Regions from separate parts of the Zea mays genome. Here regions 1 and 2 are each linked to region 3. Evidence: chromatin contacts called from public Hi-C data. All regions are on one chromosome and are shown on one strand. Each heading gives the region's core, a stretch centred on a gene start, on an enhancer-like site or on the middle of the called end of the contact. The rest is flanking DNA. Distances are from core to core; before and after follow the strand shown.

The links. A called contact is a pair of places that touch in the nucleus more often than the background predicts.
Region 1: a Hi-C map of ear shows a contact between it and region 3, with 3 times the contacts expected there. The contact joins two enhancer-like sites. A contact is called at or near these places in 7 of 25 Hi-C or Micro-C datasets (bundle sheath, ear, leaf and 2 more).
Region 2: a Hi-C map of leaf shows a contact between it and region 3, with 3 times the contacts expected there. The contact joins two enhancer-like sites. A contact is called at or near these places in 2 of 25 Hi-C or Micro-C datasets (endosperm and leaf).

What each region holds. Positions count from the first base shown.
Region 1 is chr9:69,405,372-69,409,026 of Zm-B73-REFERENCE-NAM-5.0, reverse strand. No RefSeq gene overlaps it. Among protein-coding and RNA genes, the nearest start is that of LOC100278708, 27 kb to the right of the region's middle. Within about 2 kb of position 2,241, at least 15 of the 20 cell types and tissues checked have an H3K27ac peak or open chromatin away from gene starts, as enhancers often do. A contact at or near this core is called in bundle sheath, ear, leaf and 1 more, where this site is marked.
Region 2 is chr9:68,723,859-68,727,527 of Zm-B73-REFERENCE-NAM-5.0, reverse strand. No RefSeq gene overlaps it. Among protein-coding and RNA genes, the nearest start is that of LOC100282035, 59 kb to the left of the region's middle. Within about 2 kb of position 2,352, at least 14 of the 20 cell types and tissues checked have an H3K27ac peak or open chromatin away from gene starts, as enhancers often do. A contact at or near this core is called in leaf, where this site is marked.
Region 3 is chr9:69,025,429-69,028,944 of Zm-B73-REFERENCE-NAM-5.0, reverse strand. No RefSeq gene overlaps it. Among protein-coding and RNA genes, the nearest start is that of LOC100283611, 45 kb to the right of the region's middle. Within about 2 kb of position 1,729, at least 18 of the 20 cell types and tissues checked have an H3K27ac peak or open chromatin away from gene starts, as enhancers often do. A contact at or near this core is called in bundle sheath, ear, leaf and 1 more, where this site is marked.

The DNA of each region.
Region 1 (3,655 bases), core at 992-3,491, 380 kb before region 3:
GCAATGTTCAGACTTCAGAGCAAATTTCAGCCCTGATGATTTTTGAGTCTGAAATAGATTTGGGGTACTCCTTAAGGGCTGATCCATATAGTTCTGGGCTATGAGTGTTGTACCAAAGTGGAAGCCTATACTTTTATGTACAAGTTTGATTAAGGGTAATGCCACTAAAACCAGTTGGACCTGACAGTAACAGTAGTCCAAAGATTCAATGTGCTAAATCTTATTTCAGCACACAGACATTGTGTGTTTGGCTCAACTTTGGAGCTCTCTAGTGCTTGATCCTTGGAGTATTAAACCATACCATTTAAAGAAAAGTTGAAGAACATATATTAGTGTGCAAGTTTGTTTAAGGGAGGCTGGCTTGGTGCTACACAAATATCACAGAAAAGGGTGCCTAAAGATGGGCTGTCAGGTTCTTGGAGTTTCCAGATAATGAATAGTGAACAGATTTGAGTTTCAGTATTTGGCTCTACTTTGGAGCTGTGTGGTGCCTTTTCTAGGCAATTTTGAGCTGAGATCCTTATAACAAAAATGGAGGTTATCTATAAATGAACAAATGTATTTAAGGGTGAGGGACTTGATCTTATACAAAACCTGGAGAAACATTGGTTCCAAGATCAGCTGTCAGGTTGGCTGTAATTGAATTATGTTCAGTCACTGAAAACTGAATTTGCAGTGCATGATGCCCGGTTTCGAGCATTTTTGTGACAATTTCATGAGGTTTTGGTCCAAAAGTTTTATAGCAAGATGGAAGATAATTTGAAGGTGAAACAGTTTCATGTTGAGAGTTGGGCTTGCTACTGAGTAAAATGTGAAGAAAAAGGTGTTGAAATTTTCTATGTCAGGTTGGGGGTGAGCTGTTTCAGTTAGCTGAAACTGGGTGTTTCAGTCTTTTTGCTCTACTTTGGTACACCATAACTCTTGTTCTGAGTATTTTGAACCATGGGTTGCTATAGCAAGTTAGTAGATCTATGGTTGGGGAATAACTCTTGTGAATTAAGATGGATCTGTTGCTATTGGTAATTGAGAGAAAAAGGGGTCCCAATTTGGTCCTGCATTCAAGTTCGACTAGTTCAGCTAGGATAAAAAAAATATCAGCAGACAGGATCCCAATCTACTACACCCTTCCAGGAAACTCTAGAAAAAAATGGATGAGAATAACTCTATCCTGAACAAAATGGCGTGAAGGCAACAGAGGCAGAATTGAGCATATCATAAATGGTGACTCAACTACTCATGTGTTTTGCTGTCAGCACAGGATTAAGCCTCCACTCTTTACCTCTCTGTATATTGGTCCTGTGTGGAGTGGGGAAGTGAAGCCACGTGCCTACACTCATGTAACTGATGGTACCTCGAGGTCCCTCCTCATCCTGATTTCTTTGAACCTAGCTAGTGCATACACTTTGTCCCATTTGCTTAAGAGCCAGGCTCAGGAGCCTTCGCTGCCCCCCCCCCCCCCCCCCCCCCCCCCCCCCCCCCCCCCCTTAGTTCAGTTCAGTTCACCGTGGGTTGTAGTGGCTCACGTCTTCATGTCTGTGTTAGCGCTCCCCTAGCCGCACCGGGTGTTTGCCCAAGTCCTTCGCACAGCGATTCCCTGCGTTTGGTGATCACGCCGCCGACGTCTCACCCCATCAAGGTCAGGCTAACACGGTATAATTTTGTGCCCTGGGTTTAGTATTCCAATGCTTACGCTTGATGGTGAAGCCCACCGAATTGCCCGTTTGATCTCTAACATTCTGGTTGGTCCAGAACACCGGCTTGCCGTCGTGGATCGACGCCGTGAACCACCCCCAACGTTGACCGATCCGCTTACGACTTCTCCAAGCAAACTTTGATGAGCATCGTGTGCTCGGTGAGCCACTGATGCTCCCCATACTCTTCGTTTAAGTTCTACCATGTCCTAGGTTCTAGTCGTGGCTCGCCGGACTTTTGTGTTCACCGGTGTCACGGTGAACATAGCTCTTAAGGTCTCCGTAGCCGTTTCTACCCTGAGTGAGTTCGCCTTGGTCCGGGGCATGCGGGGGTGCCTCGATTTTCGCTGGGGACGGCCCCTTTGGCTAGTTGGATTTCGGCTCGCCGACACTCTAGCGCGGCGGTGTCGTGGACCCGCCGTGGTAAAAGAAACGAAGACCGAGGGGTTAAACGCGTGGGACTTTGACTCACTGCAATAGTAGAATAGGCTCGGTGAAATTAATTTGGGCAGTAGGGACTTGGCCGCAAAAAGGATAGGCGCGGGCGAGAATGGCTGATGTGGGGCCGTGCTCTGGCAAACCCGTGGGCCGAGCGTATGGTTTCGGGCCAGTACCATTGGTGGTTTTCCTTTTTCTTTTGAGTAGCAGGTTGCAAAATTCATTATAAATTATAGGAAACTGCAAAAAATTACTAAACTAATTTTGTAGAGCCCACGAAATTATGTAGTTTATATTAAAATTATTCTTAGGGTTTTTGCCATAATAAGTAAATTCTTAGTTATTTTAAAGTACGCTTGAGAAGCTTGAAAGAATTTTAGAAATAAAACCATAGGTCCAAAAATCATAGAAAATTTTGAGAAATTTATATACCTTTAGAATAACTCCTGGTCAAAGTTTGAGCATGTTTGGAATTTATTTAATTAGAAAACCAGAAACTAACTATGTATGAGTATTTAAAACACACTAATCTTTAATACTAATTTAGGGTTGGATCAAACTTGAGTCACACATAATGTCAAACACCAATATTGGCAAGCTTTGGAGTATATGTTCTCTGATACTTTGAAGTAGATTTAGTTGGACCACTTTAAGCCATCATTAGATAACCTAAAACTATAAGTATAATAACTATATGTTTACTTAAGAATAATTGAGCATTCCACCTTTCCCTTGTGAGATTGTGCATATCATATCATTACATGAGCATGTATTTCTAGTTGACTTGTAGAGCACCTAGAAGAAGAATTTGAAGTGGAAGTGGAAGAGGAGCCTGTTCCTCCACCTGAAACTTCTCCAACTGAGGTTATCGCCGAAGGTCCTCCAGAAGGTGCCCCATTTGGATTTGCTGCTAACTGCAATATCCTTATAGAAGAGCCCGACTCTCCTCCTCACAAAGGCAAGCCCCGGTGCATTTACCACCTACTTGCTGTTTTAAAACTTTTATCACTTATATGCTGCATTAGGTGGTAGGAATTTAATGATTAACCCTTTGCTGCATAACTTCCTTGAATTATTGATTATCATCCTTGATACCTGATTTGAAAAGCTAGACGTGGTTAGTATGCTTATAGACTAGGAACAAAAATGTTTTGATCTATGAATCTTGTTTTTACAAAGAAAAATGAACTAGAATGATGAAGGTATCAAAGGCCTTGATGACTTCATCATTTTAGAAGGGTACCTCTAACAGGTACCAGGTTTTCATAAATAATTTAATGTGAGACCAGACATTGAGCAGGAAAGGTCGTACTGTCTATGTCGATTAAGGACCATTCCGATTGTTGGCCTGTTGATCTAGGACCCTTTAACTGGCCACATGCCTCATCATTGGTAAGCTTAGCCTCGGTTGGACCAATACTAGAAAGGTTGGCCCGCAATGGGAGTGGAGAGATGGCGAGAGTATCGTGTATCCACCTGGCAAGAGGCTGGATGGTGGGGTACTGAGCTATCGGTTGGCGGGGACC
Region 2 (3,669 bases), core at 1,103-3,602, 300 kb after region 3:
TTACACCAGGCAAACAGCTGCTCACACCCACTGCGCGGTGGACCGCAGAGACCAAATAGTAACCCTGCAGGGTGGGACCGCTATCGTTTCTCGACAACAAGCTCAGGGAAGGTGTTTTTCGGACCTTCGGCTTCCTGAAGCCTAAGAGACTTTTTTCACGGATAAAGCTCGTTACGAAAAACGATCTAGCACCGTGAAGGGGCTACTGTTGGGACCATGCTTCATCGCCGAAGGTCCTGCAGAAAGAGACAGCTTCGGCTGAAGCTGCCCGTACGTGACGCCGAAGGTATCATTCATGAAGCTTTGATAATACAACATATCCGAAGGTGAAGGGACGAACCGACTTAAAGATAGAATGACCTTTTAGTCCATAAAGGTCTGAGTCAATGTTGTAAACTTTTATGAGGGGCATGATTGTAATTCCTCATAGGCTGTGTCCTGTGCCTATAAATAGTGAATAGTATTCCTTTACTGTTCATGCATTCCTGCAATTGCAATTGCATCACTCGGAAATTATTCTTTGCCAAGGCAGAGGTATAAATGTATCTAACATTTGAATACATCAAGTTTGTATAATATGAGAATGATGTTGTTTATTTATAATTTACTTGTCGTTAATGCTTCATATCTCAAATTATTTTATACAATCTCTGAGAGTTCAATTACGAAGATTCAACCTTCGTAATTGTACCGTCTTTAACCTTCGTCCGAAGTTCATTAAATCCTTAAGGAAATAATGCTTCAGCGGACGAAGGGCATTAACATTTAACATTTTATGTTGCCTTGTTCTTAATTTATAGCATTTGAGAACGAGTCCCCAACAGTTTTCAGATCAAGCAGCTGAAGAGCTAACTAACCTTCAAAATATGTTATCCCATATCACACTCTTGGACGTGTCAGACATTCATCGATGTGCTGCCACGAATGGACATGTAAGTTAAACACTAAACACATTTACATATGCATTACCTAAAATCATAATTGGGGATTTATTAAAAAGATTCTTTCATAATCTAAATAAATTTGAACTCCAAATCATAGATTAAATACAAAAGATCATCATAGGGACTTTTGCTATATAAGTTGAAATAGAGACTAGTATCTCTTAATGGAGATTATATATCATAAATTTTATCTTAAAAACAAATAAGATATTGAGTATTTGAAAGAACTTTTAATTGAACTTCACATCCAAAATAATGTTATCTTTAAAAAGAACAATGTGTGTGTGCATTGCATATAAAGGGGTTGAATAATTAGCATAATAATAATTCATCCATGTTGGACTTTCCCTGTTTTTGCATTTTGTTTGAATTCGAATATGGCAATAGAACTAAAATCAGAAAATAAAAGAAAATTACAATAGAAAAGGAATTAAAAAGAAAAAAGAGACCATAGACCGAATGGGACGAAAAACCCTCGATCGGCCAATCTAAACAACACCACGCGGGGGCCGACTTGGGTTTTTCTTGCGTTGACATACGGGCTTGCACGCCAAGCTCCTCGAACGCGTGTTTATAGCCACTTGGGGTCGAATTGAGTCAGCCCAAAACCCCACCCGCGCGCAACGCGTTTTATGCTGCTGCATCACGGGGCCCGGGGACAGCCTCTTCCTACCACGGCAAACACCCGAATCGTCATTGACTTGTGGGTCTGGCAGGTCAGAAGCTTCCTCTGTGTTTGTAACAACCAGAGCACCATAACAAACCTCGCCGCTATCCTCGTAACCCCGTCCGTAATCCTCGATCCGATGACACGCACATTCAAGTATAAAGCAGACCAGTAGCTTGCCCCTCCTCCTCATCCCTTTCTGGTGGCCGAGAGAGATTTGAGGGTGTTGTCGGACGTTTTCTGCCTTGGCATAGAGAGTGGCAGAGGGAGCCATCGCGTGGGCATCACGCCTGCGCCGCCCTACGAGATTAATCTTGTGGTCAGGGCGAGTCGTTGTGTGACCTCACTCCGGTCCATGGCTCTCTCGTGCGTGGATTGCAGTCGGAGCACGGAAAATTCCTCATCGGTGTCAAGAGCGCCTCTACGGGCAGTGATTTGTCATGGGCGAAGACAACACCAACCACCGATAAGCCCTAAGCTGTCATGTTTGCCTCGTTCGACTCTGTACGTAGAACTGTTCGAGGTTGGATGATCACCAGGGGGATTGCCAGCAATGGCGCTGCCGTTGACCGGCATCCGCCGCAGTGACTGGTTGGAGAAAGAAGAGACAAGGGTGACCGTCGATCGTGGAACGGACGATTAGGATTTGATCGGAGACATTCTCTTCAGTGTTAAGATCGTGGCCGTCGAATCTCGTGGTGACAGCTAGGATTATATCCCGTGCTCATAAAATCTAGGCCACATACCTTGAATCCTAGGGTTCATATTATGTACCGTATCGGGGGGCATAGTCTAATCTGGTGCGTCCAGATCTGATCGGACGGCCAGGATGGGCCAATACCCCCTTCGCCCGGTGCGAGTTGCAAAGAGGCCCCTGGACTCTTTACAAAATAACCCGCCATCCAGTCGTAGTATAGGAATATTACATTTGGGGTCCTTGGGTTTACATTAACAATTACACATGGGTCCTTTGCCTTCGCAATTTGGTCTCCGGAACCTATTTTAGTAGTAAAATTAACCTAAAACTTACAAGATCTATACCTCTCGTTTCTTAACTCCGATTAAACCCGTTCAAGTTGCGTTCGTTCTGTAAAAATGTTACCTACGCCTTTGTAACATCATTTTATCAAATAACATGTTTGCAAAAATAAATATTCATTTAACCTATGCTTAGTAGATTAAACCTTCTAAACAAAGTTAGTATATCCATGACTAGAGTTTGACTAAAATATAACCTCTAGTCAAGTTATAAACTAGATTAAAGATAAACTGGTTATTTATTTGTCATTACCTTTCTGATTTATATTAATCAATAAAGAATAAAAGAGTTACTATCTAATCACCTAAAACTTGAGAATACTATATCATTTTAACTGTATGTCCGATTTTAGTGATTATCGAACCTACTATCTTGTAGCAGCGCGTAGAATATTCTTACGTTGTTTGTTTTCATGTTTGGTGTAGTGTTATTTTTATGTGATCCTTGTCTATTTGTATGTATTGCTACGAATAGCGGTGAGGTCACGAGAATCTGAAGACCAACTTGATACCAAGGATCTCAAGTCTAAGGCAAGTTGTGCCCTTGATCACTCTTCTTTACCTAATAATGATCTCTATTAATGACTGTGACTTACTCAGGTTAATTTGATGGAACCTAATAGGTTTCCCTAGTCTTGTTTACCCCACCCCTTGCAGACAAATGAACTATTGGGTAGACTTGCTATTGCTCAACTTGGTTTTGGGATTAATGTTACATTTGAATTATGATCATGTTCCAATTATGCTATTGTTTTAATTATTATTCATGACAAGATCATCGTTTTAGTTGGAACATGGAGCTTACCTTGAGATAACTGTGCTACCACAAGGGTGGAAAGGGACGCTTTTGGCTGACTAATTATGAAAGCTAATGGGGCAAGGGTGGTAGAGGAGCTACAGTATAGGGAGGTTCTCGGGTCGATCATGTTGTGATGGCTTTTCGGACGAGGGATCCCTATATTGCCCTTCTCAGAAACCGTAGCAGGTTTTCTGAAGCTAGTGGAACTTTGTAAAGGCCTC
Region 3 (3,516 bases), core at 480-2,979:
GATACAGAAATAGAGGTTATATCTAGGGTAGCGGTGGAGTCAGGCTAGTGGGGATGTGGTGCGTCGGTGTAGTGGCGCGTGGACGCCCCATTTGCTAAGGGGTCTAAAAGTTCCATTCATCTCTATCGAGGAGACGAGGCAAGGTAGCAGTACAAGGCCTTTCCAAAGTTCTACTAGTTCGAGAAGACCCGCTACAGATTCAGAAAGAAGGAAGAAGGAAGCATAGGAATCCCTCGTCCGGAAAGCTAAATAGATAGTCCGACCCAAGAACCTCCCTATACTCTGCAGCGATGCCTCCCCGCTTGCCCCTTTCAGGTAAGGTAATCTCTCCCTAACTTTCCTAATTACTTGGCCAAGGGCGTCCCATTCCACCCTTGTGGTAGCACTGTTATCTCAAGTTAAGCTCCATGTTCCAATTAACACCATAATCTTATCATGAACATTAAAGAATAGAATCACAATAATAAAGCATGATCATAAATCATATTTGTCTTAACACCCAAAACCACATAGAGCAATAGCAAATGCTACCCAAAAGTTCAGTGATAAATAGGGTATAAAGTAAAGCAAACTAGGGTGACCTATTGGGTCCCATCAAAATTAAGCCTGAACATGCCAAAGTGATCATAGAGAATATTATTGGGTAAAGAAAAGTGGTCAAGGGAACATCATTTTCTAATTGATTTCATTAAACTAGAAGCATGTTTGGGCTGCTGGTAACATTTTGAAAAAATCTAGGGTGCTTTGTGTAAGTTCCAGGACCTATATGCACTATTATTTGCTTCTGTGTGGACGACATGTTGTTTTCAAATAAAGCCAGGGACACATATGCAAGTTGTGCACGATGGACGGGGATAGCCGCACAAGAGCCGCCCGATCAAGATCGGATGGCCAGGATTAGATCTGCATCACTATGAACCGGTATGCGATTTCAACGCTTGGATCATGATTCCGCTGCCCACTTAGCGCCACGCCATCACCAGATCCGATCCATATGCCCAAAATCCAACGACTCAGATCCATCTCTGCAAAACGCTTCCCTTCATCTAATCTAAGTCGACTGTCACCTGATCAATGGTTGGGGACCCTCTTCCCCACCCGACCACAAGACTCAGCGGCGCCGCCCTTCCAAACCTAGAGGAGGACGACCGAAGTTCCCCGATACTTTCCCGAAGCTCCAATCCCGATATGAACGAGCTACACGTAGAGGAAGACGCGACAAACAACTTGAAAGGGTTTTCTCACCAGTGATAGCTGTGAAGTAGCCCGCTCGCAGGACGCAATGGAATCGACGATGGAGCTCCGACTCCGGCGTGAAATCGTCACGCGCTCCGATCACCACTTCGTCCGTCGATGCGACAACCGGTCTTCTCGAGCGTTGCCGAATCCCACTGACCCAATTGGTCGAGCCTAACAGTGGCGGTTCGCCCAGCACGACGCCTCTCTCTCAAGCCGCACGGGCTATGCGGCGGCGACAGCTCTCCCGACTCTCTCTCTTGTGGCGGTTTCGATGAGTCTTGCACGAAGGATAAGAAGGAGGGGCGTAGGTGCCCTGGGTCTTATCTCCCAGGTCGAGGGGACTGCCACCCAGCCCTTGCATGAGGGATAAGCAGGAGGGGGCACAGTGTTTGTAACGGCCATGCCCGCTATGCGCACAGAGGGGGGAAAGCACGACGCCTGAACTCTGGGGCCCACGTGGCAGAGAGCGTCGTGACACACGAGTGCTAGCAAGGTGCGTGAGGGGCTAAGCCAAAGGGCCCACCCGTCGGTGGAAGGTAAAAGAAAGCATAGAAGGCTGGTCCGTGCGGAGGGATAACGACTGACAGGATGTGCCTCCCTATCGGCACAATGATCCCGTGTGAGCCACCTGAGCCGCGTGCGGGATGCTCCTGTGGGCTGGGGAATTCGGCCCATGCGATCGAGGGAAGCTTTCCCCTTTTTTGTTTTCTATTCTTCCTTTATTATTTCTTTTCCCTTTTTATTTTAAATTCCAATGAAGTCTGATCACTAAATTAAGTGCAGAAATCAAAGCATATCAGCATGAGTGCATAGTTGTTTTAGTTATTTTTATTTGATAATTTCTTTTACATCAAACCCTTGTATATTGTTGAGATGCTAAAGAAAATAAACAAAACTCACTTAGACACTTGGTCTCAAGGATTATTGTATTTCTCCAACTTTTGGGTATTACACACGATAATTGACATGCGCGCGCACCCACACACATATATATATATATATATATATCAACGGCATGAAGGCCATCAATCACAAATATATTTTCAATCCAAAATGAATTTGATTAAATTGTATTTTTTGGATAAATTGAGAATCAGTGCTGTTTGCAGGACGGGTCTATATCGTTGGCTCGTTGTTGTCTTGTCTTGTTTTTTTTTCCAGTGCTGTACTTCTAGTTGTGGCCTTGTTCTCTCTACGGTAAGCATTGTGTATTGTGTGTTCGAGTTTTAAGCAGTTCCGCTTGCTATTTGTTTTATGTTTTCACTCTACTTTGGCCCTGTCGCTTCTGCTGGTTTATCGGACTGGATATCACTCGGCTGAAAGGTCACATCCTAAGGGCTAATTTGGGAATCTCAAATCCCCTTCGAGATTAGAGGGGATTAAGGTGAAAATAAACTAATTTTCTCTCTCATTACCTTCAATCCCAAAGGGAATTTGAGTTTCCAAACTAACCTTCAAAACCCAAAGGCCTACAGCTCTACTCCAGAGAGTACTGATTTTCTATAGTCATGCAGTAAATGTTGTTGGATTGGCTAGTTGTTGCAGCTAGAGCCAAGCAGCCTTTTTATTTCTCGCTCTTTTATGTTGCCGTCTCTTGAGATTAAAATAATCAAACCGAACCAACAGAATGAGCATATTCAGAGTTCTTTTTGAAATAGCCACAAAATATTTGCCGTAAATTTTATTATTGGGACAAAAAAACAAAAAAAAAATGCAACCCGGTCTTTTGAGCTGAATCTGAACATAGAACCCACAAAATTAGGGTGATGTGCTGCACATCACTGCAACTACGGCGTGCAGACCAACAACCGAAGCACTCACGACGGACTGAGTCAACTCAGCCAACTCAATCGACCACCACCAAAATTGCAACAACTCGAACAACTCACTCCAAGCGTTTTAGGGGGAAAGCGACAAACCCCAAATGTTTGGATTTTTCACATGTCATCGTTTTCAATCTAGGTTTGCCATCCTCCTCTACCACACAAAAGCAAGTAAAATAACCGGTCCAATTCTCACCAAGCTAGTCCACTCATCTGGTCAGGTAGTCCAACAGATCAACAGCAGCACAGATTGCCATCAACGGATGTCGTTTCAGCTCAGCTAAACGTATGGATCGTTTGCATCCATAGGAATTTCAATAGTTCAGATACAGAAAGAAACTTTAGAATCCGAGGATTCCATCCAAATGTGCCAGGGGATTTCAAGAAAGAACCCGGATAAAAAGAATAATGCCAACAATCTAGCTCGTTTGGGTGAGAATCTAGGATTATGAGA